Regions from separate parts of the Mus musculus genome. Here region 1 is linked to region 2. Evidence: chromatin contacts called from public Hi-C data. All regions are on one chromosome and are shown on one strand. Each heading gives the region's core, a stretch centred on a gene start, on an enhancer-like site or on the middle of the called end of the contact. The rest is flanking DNA. Distances are from core to core; before and after follow the strand shown. Region 1 holds the start of Lrrn4 (leucine rich repeat neuronal 4). Region 2 overlaps Shld1 (shieldin complex subunit 1).

Evidence for each region. A called contact is a pair of places that touch in the nucleus more often than the background predicts.
Region 1: a Hi-C map of the HPC-7 cell line shows a contact between it and region 2, with 3 times the contacts expected there. The contact joins the promoter of Lrrn4 here to the enhancer-like site in region 2. A contact is called at or near these places in 4 of 39 promoter capture datasets (embryonic stem cells and liver), 3 of 484 Hi-C or Micro-C datasets (the C2C12 cell line, the HPC-7 cell line and liver) and 2 of 115 datasets of contacts at active chromatin or transcription factors (embryonic stem cells and large pre-B cells).

What each region holds. Positions count from the first base shown.
Region 1 is chr2:132,878,987-132,885,002 of GRCm38.p6, forward strand. It overlaps Lrrn4 (leucine rich repeat neuronal 4), which reads right to left and starts at 1,876. Exons shown (of 5, transcript NM_177303.4): 1 at 1,808-1,876; 2 at 249-929. The coding sequence starts at 909.
Region 2 is chr2:132,708,533-132,713,945 of GRCm38.p6, forward strand. All of the region lies in intron 2 of Shld1 (shieldin complex subunit 1), which reads left to right. Gm52525 (a long non-coding RNA gene) reads right to left here. Exons shown (of 3, transcript XR_003953907.1): 3 at 1-188. Among named protein-coding and RNA genes, the nearest start is that of Gm22245, 5.9 kb to the right of the region's middle. Within about 2 kb of position 2,194, at least 43 of the 459 cell types and tissues checked have an H3K27ac peak or open chromatin away from gene starts, as enhancers often do. A contact at or near this core is called in the HPC-7 cell line, where this site is marked.

The sequences.
Region 1 (6,016 bases), core at 626-3,125, 170 kb after region 2:
CTGCCTGTGAAATGTTTGGGCTTGGATCTGGGGACATTAGGCACGCTAGACCTTTGAGACTTTGGTAAAGTCACGCCACCATTCTCTGCCTTGGTTTCCTCATATATAATCTGGAGATTATCAGCAGTTCTGTGATTGTGGAGCACTTTGGGCACACGCGGATGGTTTCTGGGGCCACCTCTAGAAGAGCGCAACCCTAATCTCCAACCTCCCCAAAGGCACATGTGTAGCCCTCACACGGTTCTCACCTCTTTCTAGGCTCGTGCCGCTCAGATCCAAGAGCTCCAGTGCCGCCAGGGGCCCACCGTCCACCCCCGCGAATGCCTCCTGGGCGATGTGGCCCAGCTCGCTGCAGGAGAGGTTGAGAAGCCGCAGCGCTGGGAAGCATGCAAAGGTCCGTGGCAGCAGCGCTCGCAGTGGGTTCCCGGCCAGCGCCAGCGAGCGCAGGCTGCTCCCCGAGGGCCCCGCGCAGGGCGGCAGCTCGGTCAGCAGGTTGTGACTGAGGTCGAGCTCACGCAGCTCGGCCAGCGTGTCACGGCCCCAGTGTAGCACGGAGATGCGGTTGTGGTGCAGCGTGAGTACGCGCAGCTCGGGCAGGCGGCCGAGCACAGGCTCGCTAAGGGCGCGCAGCAGGTTGTGGCTGCCATCGAGGCTGCGCAGCGTGCGCGGCAGGCAGCTAGGCAGGCTCTCCAGGCTGCGGTTCGCCAAGTTCAGAGTGGTGACTCCCGCGGCGGGGAGTCCTACACAGAGAGAGTCGGTAGGGTGGCGGTCGAGGCTGTCCCAGTCTCCCTGCTGAGTGAGTCGGAAGAGGGGGATCCGGTCCTGGGAGATCCTTTCCAGGCTCTGGCTCTGCGCCATCAGCAGTTGTAGCAGGAGCTGCAGCAGCTGCAGCATCAGCGTCCACCGCATGTCAAGTCTCTAGGGAAAGACTACAGAGGGCCCATGGTTTCAGAGGAAGCCCCGAACGAAAGGCACACAAAGTTCCTGTAGTGTGTGTGTGTGTCCGGGGAGGAAGTAACCCCCACCCTCATCCCCACCCTCACCCTCGTCCCCACCCCCACCTCGTTTCTGTCAGTGAGCAGGTGGAGACGAGCGTTTTCCTCATCTCTGGTGCAAGATCCATCACACACCTGCTTGTCCTTGCTTTTCCAGCAGGAGTCTTCCCTGTCTTTTCCATGCCTGGCCTGACTCTTCCAAGACCCCCGCCCTCATGCTTCCGTGTGCTCCTTCTCTGAGTTTTCGAGAGAAGGTTGTTTTCTCTTCCTCTGTAACACCCCCCCCCCCACTTCCCCCACCCCAGGTTAAGCAGCTTCGTTCTAACCGTGAACACATCCAGACTAAACCTCTGCTGAGATTAAAAGTATGGACTCAAGGAAGATTTAGTTGTACCTAGAAACCATCATCTGGCTAACTTTTCATAATACAAGGGTCCTGCCACTTCTGGTGTCTCTTTCTTAAGAGAAGCTCAGGGTTGCCTTCAGAAGAAGATAGGAGCCCTAGACACCCGCAAGATTTGGGATCCTGGTCCCAGATAGGTTCTAACAGAAGCCAGCACTGGGTGTCAGCCCTTTGCAGGAGGGATTGATTGCCCAGCCCTGTTAGCTGTGCAGGGCAGGAAGTCACTGTCTGATAGCCCACATTACTGCAGATTCCCACCCTGGCTCCCTGCTGAACACTGATATGAACAGTGAGCCACCATTAAGGCTCCTAGGGCAAGGCTCCCCTCTTAGTAGGGAGTTAAAGTGATGAGAACGTTGCTGGGAATTGGAGCCAGGTGCTAATGTATCCTGTAGTATGCCATACTTACCAGGCAGCTGTCCCAGTGGGATGTGGCGCGCCCTTTTAGGTCCTCAGTCTTTGGAATACTGTAGGAACCAGTGACCTCCCGGGTCAGCTCTGAATGTCAGAGGGAAGAAGCCAGGTTCCCGGCTGCCCCTCCTCCAGCTCCATCCAGGAGGAGCTTGAGACACTCCTGCCCCGAAGCCCCTCCTTCCCCACCAAGAATTCTGTTGTTTTCTATCCCCCTTCCTCCCTCTCGCCTCAGGCCTCTCTTTCCATAGACCTGGCATTCCCAGCTCCAGCCCCACCCCCACTCCTCCCCGTCCTCTTTCTTTGCTAAACTTCTCCCAAGCTTGAGAAAAGAAGCCAGCAGGAAGAGCAGTACTCAGTAAAGCAGCACGCTCACCTCACAGGAATCTTAGTCTCCCTTCTAGGTGATTCCAGCCATCCCAGGCCCACCAGGACGACTGGGAGCATGCTGGGCTATTGTCCTCAGTTCTTTGTATATAGACCCTGGGACCAGAGCCTCCAGTTTTTCCCCCTGTCAGCGCTTATCTTTGGGCATCTCTGAGAAGTCCCAGGAACCTTTCAAACTGGTCTGATGAGATTACTAGTCCCTGGTGGTTTCATTTGATGTCCTCTTTATGCAGTGTCTCAAAGATAAGTGTTTCGGTCTAGGCTGGCTGAGACCTGGTTAGAAGCATTCCTCGGCCTGAGCCAGGTTAAGGGGAGTCTGCTCAGTGCTCTCTGTAGGGAAGCGGCCAGGAGGTCTGGGTCCTGGCCCTGGTGGTAGAAACCCGACACCACTGGTTGATCAGGGAGGGAGGGATGGGTGAGAGGGAGGTGTAGAAGACCAGGAAAAGATGGAAAAGGGAAGGGGATGGAGACTGGCTCCTGTGGCCCAGCCATGAAATCCTCAATGCTTTGGACAGAGTTGCATACCCAAGAATCAAAGCCTCAGACTTCTCTCAATATTAAATATGCTCTGTTCATCCTGGTCAAGCCATTGCCTCCACTGAAGTCAGCATGGGTAGCTGATTTCAGTTGGAGACACCAGATAAGAAGGACCAGAACCCATTAAAATATAAGTACCCTGTTTAGATAGACCACAAGGAGGAAAAGACGTTGTCTTAGTCAGGGTCACTGCTAGATCCCAGGTTCATAAGCATTCTCTCATCGAATCTTCTCAAGGTACTGCCCACAATCCCATGATAAGGAAACCAAAGTCCCGAGTTGACTGGGCTCTGGAGCAGATGATGGGTGAGCCATCTGGGTATTCTGAACCAAAAGGTGTTCTGTTGCTCTCAGTGGACCCAGTGTATTTCCTCGTAAGATAACCGTTCTTAGCTACTCAGATAAATCCATATCACTTAAGACACTAAAATATTTAGAAAGTCTCCTTTTGTCTATGAGCTGACTTCTTGGGCATAGTAGGATGAGGAAGTGCCACTGTATGGCACTTGGGAGCTTTTCAGGGACACCGAAGAACTCTGTTGCAGTCCTTTCTCTTGTAGCACTGCAGGAGCATAGGAAAAGGTGACATACGTGTTTTACCATAGGAGGATGTTGCATGTAATGATTAAAAATCAATCCGGGGCGGGGGGTGGGGGTGGGGGGGTGGAGAGGTGGCTCAGCAGTTAAGAGCACCGACTGCTCTTCCAAAGGTCCTGAGTTCAAATCCCAGCAACCACACGTTGGCTCACAACCATCTATAATGAGATTGGATGCCCTCTTCTGGTGTGCCTGAAAACAGCTACAGTGTACTTACATATATAATAAATAAATTTTTAAAAAATATTTAAAAACCAACAAACAAACAATCCATGCTAATGCCAGCTATGCTCCAGTACCGCGGTCTCCCCTCCCCCAATGGGAGCTACAAGCTTCCGGCTTCCTTGTTTCCCTGCCTCTGAACTGCTCTATCTTCCCAGCCACTCACCTCCTGTGGCTAGCTGTCACAAATCCCTGTAACCCAGTAAAATAAAAATTCCAGAGGTTTGTAATTTATCAGTCAGATTTATAACTAAATTCTTAACTCATAGAACGCCCACTCAAAGAACTCAAAACTCGGTTGATAATGATATAAGCTGTCCATCTAGATTGGACAAATTGTCCTATATTATTCTATTAACTATCTGTGGCTCTTTCAAGCCACCTGGAACCTGTTTATCCTCTTCCTCTATCCTTCTCTGTCCTTCCTGTCTGTCCCCTGTCTCCCCACCCCCCAAACTCTTAGCCCTGCCTTCCTTTTTCATTGCCCAATCACAGACTCTAGTCTTATCTTTCACCTGCCCTCCTATAGACAGTAATCCACAGGAGGATGCTAAAGTCCTATGACAAAGTCCTGGGACCACGAAGTATGTGTTTTTCAAATATCTATCACATCCTTCCCCTGATGTGGAGCAGGAACTCTTACCCTGCTGGAGTGTCTCTCCTTTGAGCAACTAGTCTCTTACTCAGCCTCCTCTCTACTTGATGTTTTCCTCAGGAAACCTTTAACTAAGGGCTCAAGTGCAGGGAGTTTATTTGGGGGGTGATCTGAGAAAGCTCAGAGAGTCTGATAGTAATGAGCTGGTGCTGCTATGAAAAGAAAGACTTAGTTAAGCCGGGCATGGTGGCGCACGCCTTTGATCCCAGCCCTCGGGAGGCAGAGGCAGGCGGATTTCTGAGTTCGAGGCCAGCCTGGTCTACAAAGTGAGTTCCAGGACAGCCAGGGCTATACAGAGAAACCCTGTCTCAAAAAAACAAAACAAAACAAAACAAAACAAAACAAAAAATGACTTAGTTATGCGGTAGACTCTCTGGGGGAATGTATCTATCTACTGTTGAGGAATATAGCATTCACACTTTGCTTCTGTATTCTGCTGGTCCCAGGGTTCTTAGTGCTGCAGCTCCCAGACATAGCTGGCTTCTTCTGACATGGAGGGAGTCACTCCAAGGAGGCCCACCTGCTATGGGTAAGTGCTGGGTGTGCCTGGCACCTGGGGAAAATGACGAATGAATGGAGAAAGGCATGATGGGGTCATGGTTGGCCCTAGTGTTGAGATGGTTAAGGAGAAAGTGGAGATGGGGAGGGGACTTATGTAGAAATAGAAAATTGAATCACCATGGGTCTAGAGAGCTTGCTCAGTGGTTTAGAGCACTTACCATCACAGCATATCTAGGTTTGGTTTCTAGCACCCACAGGATACCCCAAAACTATAACTCTGGGTCCATGGGATTCAATGGCTCCTTCTGACCTTTTTTGGGTTCCTGTATGCACAGGGAGCACATACACACACTAGGCACACATATACATATAAATAAAATAAATATCTTTAAAGAAATGCAAATCATCAAGGATTTTGCAATCACAGGTTCCCAGCAGGGCTGTGGGGCAGGGGATTTCTCCTGAAAGATCGCATGGTTAGAATGTTAGAAACACTTGGCTCCCAGGGAAACAGACAGTCAATAATTACACTTCTTCTCTGGGTGTGTGTAAAAAGCAGGGTCAAAAATCCTTACTTTTAGTAAGGTCTTGATCATTTGTTTGGTCCTGCCCCCACCCTGTCCATTTTGGAGATAGAAAACTGAGTTCCAGAGAATATCGTGGCTTGCCTGAAGTCACATAGTTGTGAGTTTCTAGCTAGTGAGGAAAAGGCTGACCTCCCTCTCATAAATCCTTCCAGGCCATTTCCTCACAGTCCCGGGTCTCTCCTGGCCTGGTGTAGGAGTGGAGCTGGCCTGCATGAACTGTTAAGCATTGAATGCTAAGCATTAGTGAGAACTCTAGGACTTTTGACCTGTGCTGTTATGCCCCAGTCCTGAGACTTTCAGAATATATACCCCAGATACAGGATACCCCAGAGATCTTCCAAGGGGGTCCTGTCTGGCTGTGTCCACATCTCTCTGTGAACCTGGAGCAGGGTGACAGGGGTTGACCAGATGACTGCCCAGTCAATGCATCATCAGCTCGGCCTTTCAGATGCCAGCTGGCTCTGGTGAAGGCTTCCCCTCCAGCTGCTGGAGTCGGAATGTGCATGAATAAAGCTTCATTCTTCTCTGACACTTGAGATAAGCTGGCGAAATGGGAGGGTGATTGTGGGAGGATGTGGTACCAGGTTGTCAAGTCTCCGCAAAGGGCCTGCTCTCCTGGAGTGGTATGCGGCGGCACAAAGGCCTCAGGACCCACAACCTGCCAGTGAGGAAGGGGTCTTAAGGAGTAAGATGGTGACAACGGAGACACAGGCTCTACCTC
Region 2 (5,413 bases), core at 944-3,443:
GGTATGGGGCAGGAGAGATGGTTTAGCATTTAAGAACGCTTGCTGCTCTTGCAGAGGACTGGAGTCAGTTCCCAGGTGCCCCATGCTGGTCAGTCAGAACCTGGAACTCCAGCTCCAAATAGGCTGCCCATTCTGGCCCCCTGGGCACCTGTTCACACAGCCCAGTGCTCCTAGACATACACACACACCTAAAAATAATAAAGATAAAGTAGGCTGGGGAACAATGGCTTTTACATGGATGCAAATGTGTACCCACATGCACATTCATGTACACACACACGAACACATACATATCCCACATGTGTGTGTATTTAGAATTCAGTTTTGTTAGGAGCTAATCTTGGTGGGAATTTTGTTTTAGAACATCAAATTAACACCCCACACAGGAACTTCAGGGTGGCTTTTTGTTTTGTTTTTTTGAGTTGCTGTGGCACACTCGGTGGCGCTGGCAGAGGTGGAGGTGCAAGAGGAACGTCTCCTAGGAGGAGGCGAGAAGTGCTGGGCCAACTTCTCTTTCCAAAATTGTATCTGTAAGTGATTTATAAGTGATGGCAGCTTTTGAAAGTTACTGAATCGTGTGGCTAAATAGAAAGGATCTGGTTGTACATGTTTGTACGAAAGTAGGAAACCCACGCAGGTCCGTGAAATGAACATGAGCCAAGGTTTAGAGCAGCAGTTCTCAACCTGTGGTTCTCCAGCCCTTCGGGGGCCACAGATCAGATGCCCTGCAGATCAGATGTCTACATTACAGTTCACAGCAGTAGCAAAATTACAGTTAGGGAGTAGCAACTAAACAGTGTTATGTTGGGGGTCGCCGAGACATGAGGAACTGTATTAATGGTCACAGCACTAGGAAACCTGAGACCCACAATTTAGAGTCATTCCTGAGAGCATCCTGTCTATATGGTGTCATTAAGGAAAGTCTTAGAACTGAACTTACCCTGAGCTCACAGCTAAGTTCCCTATTTTCCTTTATATCCCAGCTTTACGGTGAGATAGCCAAGTAGCAGCATCAGGTAAGGTCGCGGCGGCCTCCAATACCATAGTCCAACTTGCCCCTGACTGCACTGCTGTTCTACCACAGGGACTGGCCCGGTGAGTGCACTGACCCTCAGCAGCTGAGAGGGGTGGTTTCCTCTGTGACCCTACATTTTACCACAGCCTTGTGGGCTGTGAAGGTAACTCAGCTAGGGGCAGTCTCACCTCCCAGCAGGCACAGCGGGACACAGTACTTAAGACTGTTAGAACCTGGAGGGTCCTACTGGCCTCTGGTGGGTAGAGGTTCTTCAGTGTTCAGGGTGGCTTTCCCGCCAAAGAGTCGCTGCCCTTCACAGAGGCCTCACTGTCACTCTGGCTTTGTTTTTGTTTTTTTTTTGTTGTTGTTGTTTGTGGGTTTTTGTTTGCTAGTTGACTATTTTTGTCTGTACTGTGCTTTTGTGAAAAGTTCAGTAAGGGGCTGCCCTAGATGCAGTGTGACTAAGGGAACCTGAGACCCACAATGCTGTGGTGGAGGAAAGGACACTGGGCTGGATGGCAGTTAGCAGATAGGTGCTGTAAGTAGCTGCAGGACCTCTGGGGAGCTATGGGATTATTTTTCATTATTTTGCATGTGCATCTGAATGGGGGCATTTGCAAGTCTGTGCTGAGTGTTAAGTCAGAAACTACTGCATCATGGCCACTGCAGAGGTGTTCTGGGAGTCAGGAGAGGTTGGCAGTGGCCACATACAGATGTTCTGTTCAGCTTGTGCCTTAGAGCACCAGACACATATCCTTTACCTGTCTATCGTCAAATACTGGGCTAGCTCTGCAGCTGTCCTGGCACTTAAGACCATCTTATACGTTGAATCTGGACATCCAACCCCAAGCAGGTCCAACTTAATGAAAGATTGCTCCAGCCACCATTGCCGCTTCAGCAGGAGTCAGTCAGCATCGGTTCATTTGCACACATTGTAACCTGGATAAACACTGAGCTCTGATGCATGCACAAAGCAGGAAGGGCGCTGTAAAGGGCCTATTCTCCTCTAATTAAAGACCTAGAGATCAGAACTTAGAGAAGTGCCCCAGCCCGTGGTCTCTGTGACAGTTTAGGGACAGAGGTCTTCATAGTTCCCCTTACTCTCAGAGTATGTTCCTCCTGTGATCTCAGCAGGTCACAGGACAAGGGAGTGGAGGCCTGACCTAACCACATAGAAATCATGTGCTCTCTGTCCTAGTTACTGTCTCTGTTGCTGTGATAAACACCAGGACTGAAAACAGCCTGGAGAGGAAAGGGGTTGTTTCATCTCCTGGGTTTGTTACAACTTCCAAGTCACACTGCACCTCTGAGGGAGTCAGGGCAGGCACTAAAGGCAAGAGCAGAATCAGAGGCCATGGAGGAGTGCTGCTCACGGGCTTGCTCCTCATGGCTTGCTCAGCCTGCTTGCTCTCTTATGCTTTCCAGGGCCAAGAGGTAAGTAATGTAATGGTGGAGACCATCCCACATTAGTCATTAACAAGAACTACCACATAATCATAAATCAAGAAACTGTCTCACCTGCTTGCCCATAGGTCTATCTGAGGGAGGTGTTTTCTCATGAAATTTACCTCTTCCTGGATGACCCTGGCATGTGTCCAGCTGACACAAACTGACTAGAACACTCTTTTTAAAGGCTTCTTGTCACAAACTGAAGTGTCAAAAACTGGACAAAAGCCATTGTAAGTTCCTCCTGCAAACAATCTTCTCTGACATTGAGGGTACTGATGCTGAGTTGTTATCTCTGACACTGAGGGTACTGATGCTGAGCTGATGTCTCTGACACTGAGGGTACTGATACTGAGCTGATATCTCTGACACTGAGGGTACTGATGCTGAGTTGTTATCTCTGACACTGAGGGTACTGATGCTGAGCTGATGTCTCTGACACTGAGGGTACTGATGCTGAGCTGATATCTCTGACACTGAGGGTACTGATGCTGAGCTGATATCTCTGACACTGAGGGTACTGATGCTGAGCTGATATCTCTGACACTGAGGGTACTGATGCTGAGCTGATGTCTCTGACACTGAGGGTACTGATGCTGAGCTGGTATCTCTGAGACTGAGGGTACTGATGCTGAGCTGATGTCTCTGACACTGAGGGTACTGATGCTGAGCTGGTATCTCTGAGACTGAGGGTACTGATGCTGAGTTGTTATCTCTGACATTGAGGGTACTGGTGCTGAGCTGATATCTCTGACACTGAGGGTACTGATGCTGAGCTGATGTCTCTAACACTGAGGGTACTGGTGCTGAGCTGGTATCTCTGACACTGAGGGTACTGATGCTGAGCTGATATCTCACTAACAATAGAATAACTGATAAATGGATTATGTCTGGGAGCTTGAATTAAATTCTCTTGCCTCCCTTTGCCTGTGCCCCATGGTAGATGATTCTCACCCATACTTTTCTCCTCTGTAGAATGATACTGATGCTTACATAGTTGCTATGAGGATTAAGTGAGACAATGCACAGCTAACTTTGTTTTTTTTTTTTAATTTAAAGATCTATATAGAGTGCTGTAATATTTTTATTTTCTAAGAAAACATCACTCTCCTCACAAACCTCTCACTATTTCTGGAAGAATTTATATTTGCATATCTAAAATTAAAAAATCCCAAAATAAAAATCAGCCTTCTGTAGTCCCCGCTCTTCTCTCTCGCTGCTGGCTGGCGAGCACCTGTCTACAGGCCAGCGCCTGGAGGGCTTCCGAGGGAGCCAGCACATTGAGCTGCTGGAGGGGTGCTGAGGGAGCGGATTGTATTGAGCTGCTTCTTGTGCTGGTTGCTTATTAGCAAAGGCGGAGGATGTAAAAAAGTATTGATAACTGTTGCTCAGGGTCAATGCATACAGTCGAGTCTAGAAGTCTTTGAACAGTCAGTGTTGAGTGGACTCTGGAAGACAGCCAAGGCTGTCCCTCCCTCCCACCCCCAAGGGCTTTCTATAAAGTTTTATGGGTCATTTTGTTAGATCTGAAATACTCAGTAACATGGTCTCCCTGCTTTATAAAACTGGCTACTGGGCTAGTGAGCTTTGGCTTTGTGTGTGAATTACTATCACCGGACAGTATTTCTTGCTAATGTACTGAGTTCTTTTCATATTATATTGGAGCTTGTACCTGACCCCTGATGACTGGGTTTCTTTTTTTTTTTTCTTAAGATTTATTTATCATATATATATATATATATATATATATATATATATATATATATGAGTACAGTGTAGCTGCCCTCAGACACAGCAGAAGAGGGCATCAGATCCCATAACAGATGGTTGTGAGCCACCATGTGGTTGCTGGGAATTGAACTCAGGACCTCTGGAAGAGCAGTCAGTGCTCTTAACTGCTGAGTCATCTCTCCAGACCATGACTGGGTTTCTCACAGTGTAGTAAATGTTCATCCAGTTGTTAAGAAATGCTATTGTGAAGCCAGGCGTGGTGGCGCATGCCTTTAATCCCAGCACTTGGGAGGCAGAGGCAGGTGGATTTCTGAGTTCGAGGCCAGCCTGGTCTACAGAGTGAGTTCCAGGACAGCCAGGGCTACACAGAGAAACTGTCTCGAAGAAAAAAAAAAGAAAAAAGAAAAGAAAGAAAGGGAAAGAAAAGAAATGCTATTGTGCATCAATGAGGCTTCAGGTTCTGTACACAGCACAGGGGAGATAGTGGATAAAATAAGAATTCAAGCCATCCCGGACAGAAGCTTTTCAGATTCTACATGGAAGAGGGAAATAGATAATTAAACAAAGATGTGTATCAGATGTGTTATGAGGAAAAGAAAAGCAGAATTAGAGATAGGAAGACCAATCCATAAACAGTATTAGAGATGGGGGATCAGTTCATAAACAGCATTAGAGATGGGAGGGGACCAATTCTTTTGCTTATCAAGTGAGTTCTGAGACTAAGATGCCAGTTTTCTGTGTAAAAGGAGAAAGTAAGTGCACGTGGCCACTGATCTCCTGGGACTGGAGTTAGAGATGGTTGTGCTGTGGGTGCTGGAAACTGAACGCTGGTCCTCAGCTGGAACAGCAAGTGCTCATCACCGCTGAGCCACCCTCCAGCCCCGGGAATGTGTATCCCTAGGAGGAACAACAATAGGAACTAACCAGTATCCCCAGAGCTCCCTATCCATCAACCAATGAAAACACATGGTGGGACTCGTGGCTCTAGCTGCATATGTAGCAGAGAATGGCCTAATGGGTCATCAATGGGAGGAGAGGCCCTTGGTCCTGTGAAGGTTCTATGCCCCAGTATAGGGGAATGCCAGGGCCAGGAAGAGAGAGTGGGTGGATTGGGGAGCAGGGGGAGGGGAGGAGGGGATAGGGAGTTTTCAGAGGGGAAACCAGGAAAGGGGATAACATTTGAAATGTAAATTAACAAAATATCTAATGAGAGAGAGAGAG